Regions from separate parts of the Mus musculus genome. Here regions 1 and 2 are each linked to region 3. A link is a contact called in public HiChIP or PLAC-seq and promoter capture Hi-C data. All regions are on one chromosome and are shown on one strand. The core of a region is the stretch at or near the end of the contact, and the rest is flanking DNA. Distances in the headings are between cores, read along the strand shown.

Evidence for each region. Promoter capture Hi-C pulls out the DNA fragments that hold promoters and counts their contacts. HiChIP or PLAC-seq counts read pairs in DNA pulled down with a chosen protein or histone mark.
Region 1: a contact with region 3 is called in an H3K4me3 HiChIP or PLAC-seq map of bone marrow-derived macrophages, with 7 times the contacts expected there. The contact joins the promoter of Klrb1c here to the promoter of Clec7a in region 3. A contact is called at or near these places in 5 of 39 promoter capture datasets (the C10 cell line, cranial neural crest, frontonasal cranial neural crest and 2 more), 1 of 115 datasets of contacts at active chromatin or transcription factors (bone marrow-derived macrophages) and 1 of 9 other capture datasets (macrophages).
Region 2: a contact with region 3 is called in a promoter capture Hi-C map of neutrophils. The contact joins the promoter of Klrb1b here to the promoter of Clec7a in region 3. A contact is called at or near these places in 14 of 39 promoter capture datasets (the 3T3-L1 cell line, 3T3-L1-derived adipocytes, the C10 cell line and 10 more) and 3 of 115 datasets of contacts at active chromatin or transcription factors (astrocytes, bone marrow-derived macrophages and fibro-adipogenic progenitors).

What each region holds. Positions count from the first base shown.
Region 1 is chr6:128,786,426-128,790,418 of GRCm38.p6, forward strand. Klrb1c (killer cell lectin-like receptor subfamily B member 1C) reads right to left here and starts at 2,216. Exons shown (of 6, transcript NM_001159904.1): 1 at 1,972-2,216. The coding sequence starts at 2,200.
Region 2 is chr6:128,823,790-128,828,109 of GRCm38.p6, forward strand. Klrb1b (killer cell lectin-like receptor subfamily B member 1B) reads right to left here and starts at 2,526. Exons shown (of 6, transcript NM_030599.4): 1 at 2,370-2,526. The coding sequence starts at 2,457.
Region 3 is chr6:129,471,468-129,475,580 of GRCm38.p6, forward strand. Clec7a (C-type lectin domain family 7, member a) reads right to left here and starts at 1,318. Exons shown (of 5, transcript NM_001309637.2): 1 at 1,116-1,318. The coding sequence starts at 1,218. All of the region lies in intron 2 of Gm45969 (a long non-coding RNA gene), which reads left to right.

The DNA of each region.
Region 1 (3,993 bases), core at 966-3,465, 680 kb before region 3:
TAATGACATATGATTCTATTCCTGGACATGAAGTCTTCTTCACTGCTGTCTACAATGATCTCCAGTTTTGGATCAAAGGCGTGGCATCCAAGGAGAAGCATCTTGTGATTTCAGACAATATTTCAGTATTTCAGTTGTGTTAATCCCTCCTTATTGGCTGAATTCCAAAGCCCTCAGTGGATAGAGGAACTGAAACTGGCCAGTACCAGACTCTATGTACATTGTTTTACACACACACACACACACACACACACACACACACACACACACAGAGAGAGAGAGAGAGTGAGAGAGAGAGAGAGAGAGAGAGAGAGAGAGAGAGAGCATACACTAAGTACATATTATACAATGAGGTTTTCACAGCATTCTTTCCTACACTTTAAAGGCAGGGTTACCCCTTAGTCCAGGCTGACTGCTAACCCTCTGTGTGGCTGAAGATGACCTTGAGCTCCTGATTTTCCTGCCTCTGCCTCCCAAGTGGTGGAATTATAGGTGTGCACCACCCAGAACAAGTAGGGAATAGGAGACTATAAAGTACTCAGTCCTAAGTGGCACATCTGCATCTCATCCCACCGCAAAACAAAGCTCTGCCATTATCACAGAAGAGGGGAAAGAATGACTGCAGAGCCAGAGATGGTGGACAACTTCAATGAAACACTGTCTTTCAGACACAGTAGGGCAGTTGCATATATGAATTCAGGCCATTTGTGATAGCCTGCACAAGACCTTCGAAAGCTCAAGTCAGGTAAAGGCCCAGAGTAGTCGGGGGAGTTGGGCATGGAGTTCCAACGTCATCTGGGGAGTCATTGACAGCTGATGGCTGCTAGGAGTGGGAGAGTCAGTTTTGTTCAAGGATACAGTCCCTATGAGGCCACCTGTGCTCCAGGTCATGACCTTAAGCCCATGCACACACTGGCAGTGCTGTCTAGACTCAGTGGGAAAACAAAACCCCAAACCTTCAGCTTCTCAAGTCATGTCTTCCATGTTTGCAATCATAAACAGGGAAAGCAAACACTTGCCTGCACCTACCACACATAACTGGCCCCTCAAATCCCCCTCTGGTCAACAAAACCCTCCACTTTCCCAGACCCTATGTAAAGTTTATAATGCAGTTTTGGTGACTTTTTTCTCTGTACTTTTTTCCTGATTTTTTTTTTTCTTTTTTTTTCAGTTTTTTGAGACAGGGTTTCTCTGTATAGTCTTGGAGGTCCTGGAACTCACTTTGTAGACCAGGTTGGCCTCGAACTCAGAAATCTGCCTGTCTCTGCCTCCCAAGTGCTGGAATTAAAGGCATGCACCACCATGCCCGGCTTCCTGATTTTTTTTTTAACTATTTTTTTTTATAGTTTCTGACAAACAGCCTTAAAGAGTTGTGGGTTTACATTCTTGACACAGTATAGACAGGCTAGATTTTAAGCACTGCAGTTTTAGATAAGGAAACTCAGTTATGTCACTGAACTCCATACCATACCATGACCACTGTAGACATACTTTCGGCCTCTGTGTCTGTCTCTTTTCATCCATCCCTAAGTCATGGTACCCTTCATAAATGCCTCCTATCAGTCTTCCACATTTCTGGCAAACAGGGTGCCACATCCCTCAACTCCTCCAGTGCTCAGTGCTAGAATGGCATGGAGAGGAGTCGTGGTGTTTGTGTTCTGCAGAGAAGTCTGGACCAGGCAAGACGCTTTATAGTGAGTCTGCCTGCCAGAAGAATCTCTTTCCTTGTAGATATGAAATATCTTCAGGATCTTGTGGCTAAAGTCAAAAGAATACCTGCTCAAGTTTCACACTGACTGACTGATTAAAGATGGAACCAGTGAGCTTTTTATTAATCCAAAGTTGTAGCCATCTACACTCTTCAGCGCTGGTAGATGGTTGCTCACTTTCATAGCAATAACTTAAAACTGTAAGAAAAATCATAACTCTGGAAGATATTCTAATGTTACAAGGAAAAATAAAGTGACTGACCTGGGGGAAGAGATGGGGGTGACTCATGCCAAGCCCCCAGTGTCCTGGGTGGCTTTAAACCGAGGTAGATACTTGCTGTGTCCATTTCACAGGAGATGCAACACTTAACTGGTGGTGAGAAGGGACAAACTCCAAGGCCTTTGAGGTGAAATAAGCAAAAGAAAGTCCTCTGTGAATGCTCTGCTCTGTTCCCACACCCACTGATTCCTGTCTCTGAGGGTTTCTCCATGGTTACTGACTGACCTTGCTGTCTGTCCCACCCACACAGCTTACACACTACTGTCTTTTTTTTTTTTTTCTGTGTTCTTCCCTCATACAAAACACCATGACCACAGCTTTCCTTCCTTCCTTTCCTCCTACTTCCCCTTCCTCTCCGCTCCCCCAGATCCACTGCTCCTTTGTCTCCCTTCAGAAAGGAACAGGCCTCCCAGTGACATCAACTGAATACAGGATAACAAGATGCAATAAGACTGGGCACAAATCCTCTTACCAGGGTTGGATAAGACAGTGCAGCAGGAGGAAAAGATTCCCATGAGCAGGGAAAAGAGTCAGAGACACTCGAACTCCAACTGTTAGGAATTCCAGAAGAATACCAAGCTGACAGCCATAACATATATGCAGAGGGCCTAGTGCAGACCCATGCAGGCTTTATGACTGCTGCTTCAGGCTCTGTGAGTCCCTATGAGCCCTGCTTAGATGATTCTGTGGGCCATGTTCTCCTGGTGTCCTGGTGTCCTCCATGCCTCTGGCTCCCACAGTCCTTCCTCTGCCACTTTCATGGGGCTCCTGTGCTCTGCCTAATGTTTGGCTGTGGGTCTCTGCATCTGCTCCCATTACATGTTATTGTCTTAAGAAAGGAAGGTGTAACATGTGGTCTTCTTTTGTTCTGAATCTGGTAACCATTTGTTTTGAGTTATTCTCTCAAGGTGAATGCAGCCGAGGGTCAGTGAAATGCAACATTCTTCCTCAATTCAAATTTAAGTGACTGATTTTTACCAATTTACCAGCAATCAAGATACAATATATTATTGTAAAAATAAATAGTAATATGTGCAAGTCCACAGTTATACGTGACATGAGCTGAAGCTCTAAGATCCTCCTGAAACATCCATGCTGTGAAGGAAGCTGTGAGATGTGGACATGTCATGACTGTGGGAAGAATTCATGACTGACACAACAGGAAAAACACTGAGGGCGGAGCGACACCTGCAGCTCTGGCTCTACCCTGTCCTGAAGGTCCAGGTGGGTGTAACATCATTCACCTGAGTGAAAGGACTTCATCTGTCAGAGCTCAGGGAGTGGAGGACTTGGGTCTATGGGATGTGATAACTCCTCCAAGGGTTTCCAGGCCTAGAGTCTTAGAGCAAGGACTACTAATGCCGAGTCACACATTCACACATTATAAGTGATAAAGAAAAGCAAGGACTTCCTTAAAGTCACCTTCTGTGGTCAGAATGGAATTGTACCAGGCACTCATCACTAAATGACAGTGCAGGTGTCAGCTGGCTGAGAGTTCCAGGAGACAGAAGGTGCACACTCATAGCATATGCCACAAGATCACTGAAGAAGGAAGCAGGGGGAATTATATATGAGGGCCTCACAGCTCACTTAAGACTCAGTGGGGCCTCCTCAGCTGTCTCTGATGACAGCCATTTTACTCAACACAAGGCTGAGCATAGGGTTCTGCACCATGCTCCATCTATTTTTTTTTCAGTCCTCGTGAATTTGAGGCAAGCACTCAATTGCCTATGTTCCTGACGCTTCATGCTTTGCCTAGACCGAAGATTTTAGCAATCACACAATATTTTTCATCTTTAGTCATGATATTTTACAGTCAAATATAGAGAATCCATGAAAATGGATTCAACTTTTAGTACATAAAAGATTTCAGCATATATAAGAACCTCAAGCCTTAGTATATAAAGAACACACCCAAATGCTTATTAGTGATGCTTGTTTCTGCCCATAATCCCTTTCCTTTGCCAAGATAACAGGAGCCTTAGGTGGGGAGTGTGTGAATAA
Region 2 (4,320 bases), core at 1,276-3,775, 650 kb before region 3:
GCTTCCTAGAAGACTCATCTCTCAGACACTGAGCCTTGGTCCCCAGCATCTTTGAGCGCTGGACTCCAGCATCATCTCCCTAAAAGGCCTGCCTTGATGACTCTGTTTGACATGATGCTGTCTCTCAAGACAAAACTCTCAAGTTCCACCTAGATGCTTTTCTTGTTGGCATTCAACATCTCAAAGTTGTTGATGCAAGTATTTATATCACTGATTTTAAACTTCACAATAATATAAAATCCACAGGGAGAAAGATGTTTTCCTGTTTCTTCATGGCTATTTCCCCAATGTCCAGAGCATTATTTATCTTATAGTAATTAGTTATCTCTGAATGAATGAACAAACTCCAGGGGCGTTCGTACCTATTTTACCCATTGTACTATCAAAACAGACCTTTGGTCATTTAACCACAAAGAAACTAGGTCACTGCCCCCGTCCCCCTTTCCGGTCCTTTTTGCTGGCAGATCTAATCGTGGTGCTTCGAGCTTACCACAGTTTGAGTCCTTTAGCTAACAGGTCTTGGCGGTTTCACAGTTACTATGCCAGTGCGTCAGCATTTTCTCTTCAAATATTATGCTCAAACATTATTTTTATTCTAGTTATTTGTTTCTTTTCTTCAGGTTTATTTCCAGATTAGTAACCTTTAGGATAATGATTACTTCTTTTTATCTGTTTTAAAGACTTCCTAGACACTTTTTATGAATTTGGTTGTGAGCCTAGCCTTTACCGCTGAAACATCTCGACAGCCCTCTAGTTTTCTTGATTTGGGATCATAGACAGTAGGATTTGAGGAAAGCATTATTATTTTTCTCTATATTAGTCTTCTTTTTTTATTAGGTATTTTCTTATTTTACATTTCAAATGCTATCCCAAAAGTCCCCCATACCCACCCACCCCCACTTCCCTACCCACCCACTCCCACTTCTTGGCCCTGGTGTTCCCCTGTACTGGGGCATATAAAGTTTACATGACCAATGGGCCTCTCTTTCTAGTGATGGCCGACTAGGCCATCTTCTGATACATATGCAGCTAGAGACATGAGCTCTGGGGGGACTGGTTAGTTCATATTGTTGTTCCACCTATAGGATTGCAGACCCCTTTAGCTCCTTGGGTACTTTCTCTAGCTCCTACATTGGGGGCCCTGTGTTCCATGCAATAGCTGACTGTGAGCATCCACTTCTGTGTTTGCCAGGCACCAGCATAGCCTCCTAAGAGACAGCTATATCAGGGTCTTTTCAGCAGAATCTTGCTGGTTTTCTTATACCATTTTCAACAAGGTCTTTTCTCCACTTTTGTTAGGCATGATGGGAAAACAAAGACTTGCTTTTTCCCAACACAAAATAGCTGACACCATCACTCCCCGTGGAGTTATCTACCAGGCCCTCTTCCACTCTCCACTGACCCTTACGTAAACATTATAATGAAATTTATTTGGTGACTCTGAGACTTTCTCCTTGACTCAAACCTTTGACAATTTAATAGTTTCTAACAAGAACCACTAAAGTTGGAAGTCCACATGTTACAACACATAGAGAACATCATATTGGAAAACAACTGCCCTGTGTTCAGTTAGACAGCAGACTAGAATTTTGTTTTCATGATTATTTTATACACTCTCTACCTGAGTTTCTGTTCTCTTACATCTCAGCCATCCTTATGTCACATACTTCACCTCTTGGTAGACTTCCACATTTCTTTTGCTAGAATCATTAAATCCTCTGGTGGACAAGAGTGCTACTTTTGGCCAGCATTGAAAGATTAATTCCCAACTGGCTCAGGTAACTTGTGGTTCCTCCACTTATAGCTGTTATACTTTGCAAGAGAGAAAGAACCAGCTTTTTAACAAATTGAATAAATTTTAATATATAAAAATTACTGGCTTTTAATTTAATTCAGACCTTTCATTTTTACTATGACTTTCCCCACAACGAATGTCTTCCTTTTCAGGCGACAAAGACATTAACAATGACGTCTACACACTTCACTGTGAAGGGAGAGCTGGGGTTGCCACCAAGGTAGAACGGGATCGTAGTGTCCATGTTCTGTAGACGAATTTGGAATTAGCAATGGAATGCAGCAAGTATCTCTTAAACCACCCCTTGGCTCATGGGAGTAAAATATTCTTTCTTAGAATTCTTAGCAAAGGCAGAATAGGAGAAGTAATGTTCGGATTTCCTTCTGACTACACGAGTAAAAATGGACTCTATGGCATTTGTAGAACTGTGGTTTTCTGCAGGCAGGATAGCTATACTATTTAACTCTAACATATACCTGCTTGTCACCTTTAAATCAATGACTTACACCCATAAGTTTTGGAGGATAATCTTAACTCTGGAAGATAATTCAAATGCCAGAAGCAAGCTGCTTACCTGGGGAAAGAGATGGAGGTGAATCATGCTTAGGTTCTTGGATCCTGGCTAGGTTTAAATCTGCATAGACCAGTGTTGTTGAATCCATTGTAGATGGAGGGACTTGACACCGGCCTCGTGAACAGGGACAAACTTTGAGTCCTGTGAGGTGAAATGAGCCAAAAAGGAAGTCCGCTGGGTATGCTGTGCTGTGTGTGTCCACACCCGCCCACACTGGTGGCTGAGGGTTTCTCCATAGCTATTGACCTGGTGTCTGTCCTACTCTCAGGCTTCCTTTTCTTTTTTTCTTTAGACAAGAATGTGCCACATACAGAACGTACGGTTTGGTTTCTAACAAATTTCTGGAAAGGTCTTTCTTATGTTCTTATTCCTCTAACCATCCGTTATGAGTTATCCTCTCAGATCTCCAATGAGTGAAATATTTATCCTGAGTTCAAATTTACCTTTCCCTCAGCCCCCAGGGATTAAGATGTGTGACATTTTATTCTATGTTATGAAAATGTGGATTAGGACACAAATGTCCACGGTACTATCTGACGTGAGTTGAAGCTCTAACATCCTCCTGAAATTTGCATACTGTGAAGGGAGCTGTGGATTGTGGAGATGCTGCTGTGGTGAGAACCCATGGCAACACAACAGGAAAAGCAGCAGGTCCCACTCAGTGCTGTTCTGAGCTAAGGGCTCCATCATTCAGAGCTCAGGGAGTGGAGGACTTGGGTCTATGGGATGTGCTAACTCATCGAAGGATTTGTAGGCCTAGAGCCTTAGAGCAAGGACCACAAATGCCCCCATGTCGGGTATTGTCATATCACAAGTGAAAAAGAAGAAGAAAATCAAGGATTTCCTTAAAGCCACTTTCTGTGGTCAGAGTGGAGTTGAACAAGTATCGGGTACTGGCAGCAGTCTGCTGGCTGTGAGTTCTAGGAGACAGGGGATGTGTACAGACAACTTGGGGCTCACACTCATTTTTCCATGACCATAATGACTATGAAGTATGGGTAAGCCTGTGTTAGTATCTCACAGATCACTTAAGACACTGTGAAATGTCCTCAGCTGTCACTGATGACAGTCCCCTCACTCAATACTCATGCTATTGAAACCTAAGACTTCAACAAGTGTATGGGATTCTCCAGACTTGTCCATCCTGAGAGATCCTATGTATTTATTTTGCTCAGATTACTAAACCTAGCAGGCAACAGTACTAATTTCAACCAGTGCTGAAATGTTAGTGTATATATAAATTTCAAATACATCAGGACCTCAGGCTTTAGTATATATAAGAATCACCTGAAAGTTTGTTAATAATTCACTTCCTATACTTAACCCTCCTCTCTTCCCTAGATATCACGAGTATCTTCAGTGGGAAATGTGTGAATAACATTCCAAATATTTGAGGTGGCTCATGGATTATGCTTAAGCAAACAGCCTTCGGGTCAGTGAATAAGAGGATAGATTAGAAAGATCAATAGAGTACAGAGAAGTCTGAAGCTGAGATTAGATGAAAAATAAATCTTTGAGGATTGACGTTTAAGGTGGTTTTTAGGTTTACTTTATTATTGTATGTGTATTGGTGTTCTGTGGGTGTGAGCTGCCATGTTGCCATGTAAGGTGGGAATTGTCCCTCTGGAAGGACAGCTGGTGCTCTTGACTACTGAGCCATCTCTGCAAGCCCAACATTGAAATGTTGCATGTTCTGAAGCCTGACCATGATGGATCTACAGTGGCCTTACTAAAATCAAGAGATGTGAGGGGAGATACTTTCATCAGCAAGTGCTTCCAAAAGCCTCTAAGCCACAAATCGTAAAGAAACTAAAAATAACAACCAGTGACGATTGTTATTGCCCATGCAGCTGATAGACCACTTTTCCTGTGACAGAGTGGCAGGGGCAATACCAAGTACTGAAAGTAGTTTTTTTTACAACAGAAGTTTTGTTATGTGGCCATCATTGAA
Region 3 (4,113 bases), core at 68-2,567:
GGGACTGAGCACTTTAGTTTACGCAGCATACGCATATAAGCCATGCCCCTTCCCTCAATCAATTTTTAGACTATTTTCCAAGCAAATTTCACAAGAGAGTGATTGTGTAAGTGGTTATAAATAATTGCATAATGTGAACATCAAAAAGCGGAAGAAAACAAACTGACATTAGAACCCGTCAGTCATCTCTTCCTTTAAGTTAACAGCGAACTGATTTTTGTTTTAAGCTGATGATACCAACAACAGAAAGCCAAGTCATAGAGCTGCCCAATAGGTGACCCTGAAAGAGACTAAAACACTCACTCCGTGTTAGGACTTTAATGTCCTTTATTCTTGTCTTGTTTCCGTTTTAATATCTATCTCCTGATAATGAGACATTTTAATGTAGCTTGTGTTTTCCATAGCTGACATACTAACATCTCGTTTTATAAAATCCAAATTAATCTCTTACCAAAAGAGCATAGCGGATTTGGGATTTACACCCCATGACTCCTGGCTTCTCTTTGGGTTTAACCAAAGATGCATTCATTTTTATTTCCCACACACTCCTCTATGGTTGCATAGAGGACCATGACTTTAGCATACTGTGTTGTATGATTGTACAGGTTGTTCGTTTATCTGTTTCCTGGCCCCCTCACAAGTTGCTAAAAAACAAGGAAAAAGCAACTCTACTAAAATTCTTTCATCTTTCTCTTTTACTCATGTTACCAGTGCTACCTCTGACTGTAGAGTAGAGTAGTCCTGTTTTCTGCCATAAACCAAAAGCAATTTGTGGAAGTCGTTGATGACTTCCAGCAGTCTTTAAAACTATACACACACACACACACACACACACACGTGTGTGTATACATGTATATATATATATATATACATATATATATATATATATATACATATATATACATACATACATATATATGTGTGTATACATGTATATATATATATATACATATCATATACATACCACATATACCAAATATATATCATACACACACGCATATATGAAAATATATTTTTGTAGGCAGTTCTACAAATCAAGAATCTCTCCAGGTCTCTACTTCTGTTATTTCAGTTAATGAGAACAAAGGTGCTGTTAGCAGAAAGAAAATGGATACCTTTCTCTGATCCCCTGGGCCTTTTATGGATGTCTTGAGTGCTGAAGTCTAATTGAGTATATCCATCTTCATCCAGATTCTCTATATGAGAGTGATATTTCATTGCTTCACAGGGCCCTAGGTAGGCAGAGCACTTGAATGTTCTTTACTATAAAATAACTGCCAGGATGAGGCTCACTAACCCAAACCCTGAAACAGCCCTTTGCGAGGTTCATGGAGCACAGCTTAAGTAGTCAAGCCAGTGCCCAAAGCAGGAAATGAAAACGCGTTGGAGTAATTTCCCTTTTTTCCTCTAGATCCTGTTTCTGAGGCTGTAACTTCTGAAGAAAACTGAAATGCTGTATGATGCATGACTGTCGTTTTAGATCAACTGTATGACTGATCCATTGACTACAGTCTTAAAAGACATTGGTTACACTCCCCATTGAAACTGACACGATTAATTGGTATGGCCTACATAAACTTTTAAGCAGTTTGAGTGTCTTGAATTCGACACTGGCTTGTTAGAACTCTGATTGCATCCCCACATCCTTTCATGTGTTCATGCCATCCATTGTAGTAAATACTCTATAACTGCCTGGAGTCGGCAGCATTGGCGGAAGGCTCTCCACAAGGAAATTTATTGCCTGATGGAGGAATCACAGCTGAGCATCCAAAGTACATCACTCCAGCGACACAAAGCGAATGATTCTCTTGGAGGTTTATCATGGAGTAGAAATAGATAGGCGCAAACATTTACTGGGAATGATTCTGCCTTAGTTACTTCACAGCACACCCGCATTCTCATTCTGTCGCCCTCTCTAAGAATTACGCTTTAGCACATATTAGCATTACTATTTTCAAATAAGGAGAAGAAGACATGGATACTCGAAGATGGAAATTTCAAAACTAGAACAAGGGACTAGAACAAAGTCTACTAAGTTTTTAAGACTTGGAATTACTTACTGTTGCACTGGCTTCATTCTTCTGGACTCTTATGATACATATAATAGCCTGAAACATAAAAATAAATTCTCATTCTCTCTCTCTCTCTCTCTCTCTCTCTCTCTCTCTCTCTCCTCTCTTGCAATTCTCAGATTAACAAAAAATGATCAAATAAGTACAGTTTTGAAACAACCATCACTTGATTACTGCTGTAAGTCAACAAGGAGAACATCAAAGAAATGAGAATAGACTTAGTTTAAGGATATGATTGAATTGGAGAAGAAGGTTTTCCATGAATGGAAGTCAGAGTCCACAAAACAAAATTTGAAGACTTTTTCAAGGCTAGAGTGTGCTAATAAAAAAAAAGCTGCAATACTAAAGGGATAGCTAGAGTGAGTCTTCATCAGGACTTGTCAATTGGCACTTATTAAACTAAGAAACTCCTCATCTTTATGACTTGAGGCAGTGGCACACCTGGAAACAATGCACTCTCCTCCAATTCCCAGAGACTGTGAGGAAGAGCAAGGACAATCATCCTCGAATGTTTGCCCTTGAGGAGACTGTTCAGGGTGGTGGACTTCTCATGCCAGAGAAAAGATACTATATTGCAAATCCCAAACATATCTGCTGTAAGAGTGGATTTACCTACCACCTGCTGTCAAGATGTTTTTGTTTTGTTCTGTTTTGTTTTGTTTTTTGAGACAAGATCTCAAAAACTCAGTATTCTCCCTGATCATGGGATACAAACTCAGCTCTGACTTAAGAAACTGGTAGCACTACGAGCATACTTGTATAGGTACCTCAGGCTTTTGGACCCATCAGTCCTTAGGAACAAAGCCCTTATTTACTTGGAAGCCATTATGGGCCTGCCAGGTGTACTGGTGAAGATGGGAGCAGTTGTTATCTGAAAATGAGTATGTACCTCTCAAAGTCTAATATGGATAGAGACAATAGAGCACTCAGCAGCGAGTGAGAGCCTTCATCTTACATAGTCTGCCACACAAGTCTTACTGAGTATTCCTGGATATGTCATAGAGGGGTTGTGTCTGCCTATCTCAATATCCACATTCAATCCAATAATGCAATCTTTGCAACGCAGCATGGTGAGATGTAGGAATCCTCCCACCAAATAAGGTATGCTGACATCTGAGAAAATGACACAAAGAGGAAGATGACCCTGGCCCATGCCATGAGATCTTCACATGAGAGGGAGAGGGAGTGAGAAATCCTCTTTCAGTGTCTAGAGGAAAAGGACATCCGTATTTCATAAGAAGACGCAGACAAGAGAATGCAAGCCAACAGTCCCTGCCAAATTCCCCTCAGTCATTGCTAATTAACTAAATTCTGGGTCACCCTTGGGGTAGAGACTTAAAAGTCTGAGGGGGTTGTTGATATGATAGCCTCCTGTGGGGGAAGGTAGTGGGTGACAGAGGAGTATGGGACATGGAAAGAATTAAATTTCATCACATAAACATATAAAAGTGTCATAAAAAATGAAAAACTGCTTCTAAGAGTTAAGAATCTTATGTATAGTCGTCATACTTACACTTCCTAAGAAATTAATCTTCTTACTCAACATGAATTTTTTCTTTTATTTATTTATTTATTTATTTATTTGATATTTTCTTTATATACATTTCAAATGTTATCCCGAAAATTCCCTATACCCTCCCTGCGCCCTGTTCCCCTACCCACCCACGCCCAATGAATATATATTGATAAACATACTTGCACATTTGTGTCTATAAGTATCAAATAAAAGATATTTTAAAAATCAATAACAATTATCATTCTTCAGTTGATAATTCTCCTTTTCCTTGTTTTTAGGCTAGCGTACAAACCAATGGAATTTCCAGGGACATTTCTATCCACATATGTCATTATACTTTATTCTCACTTGTTCTCCTTCCTACTTATTTCTGGTTAGGATCCTGGGCCTAGTGTAACTTCAGCCGGAGAGACGCTGAAGTAAGATGATTTCAAGGCCAGCCTGAGCTACATGAGACACTGTCTTAAAGAAATCATCTGTCTCTTCCTGATATAAAGATTAAGTGATGATGCTGTATCAGAAGAT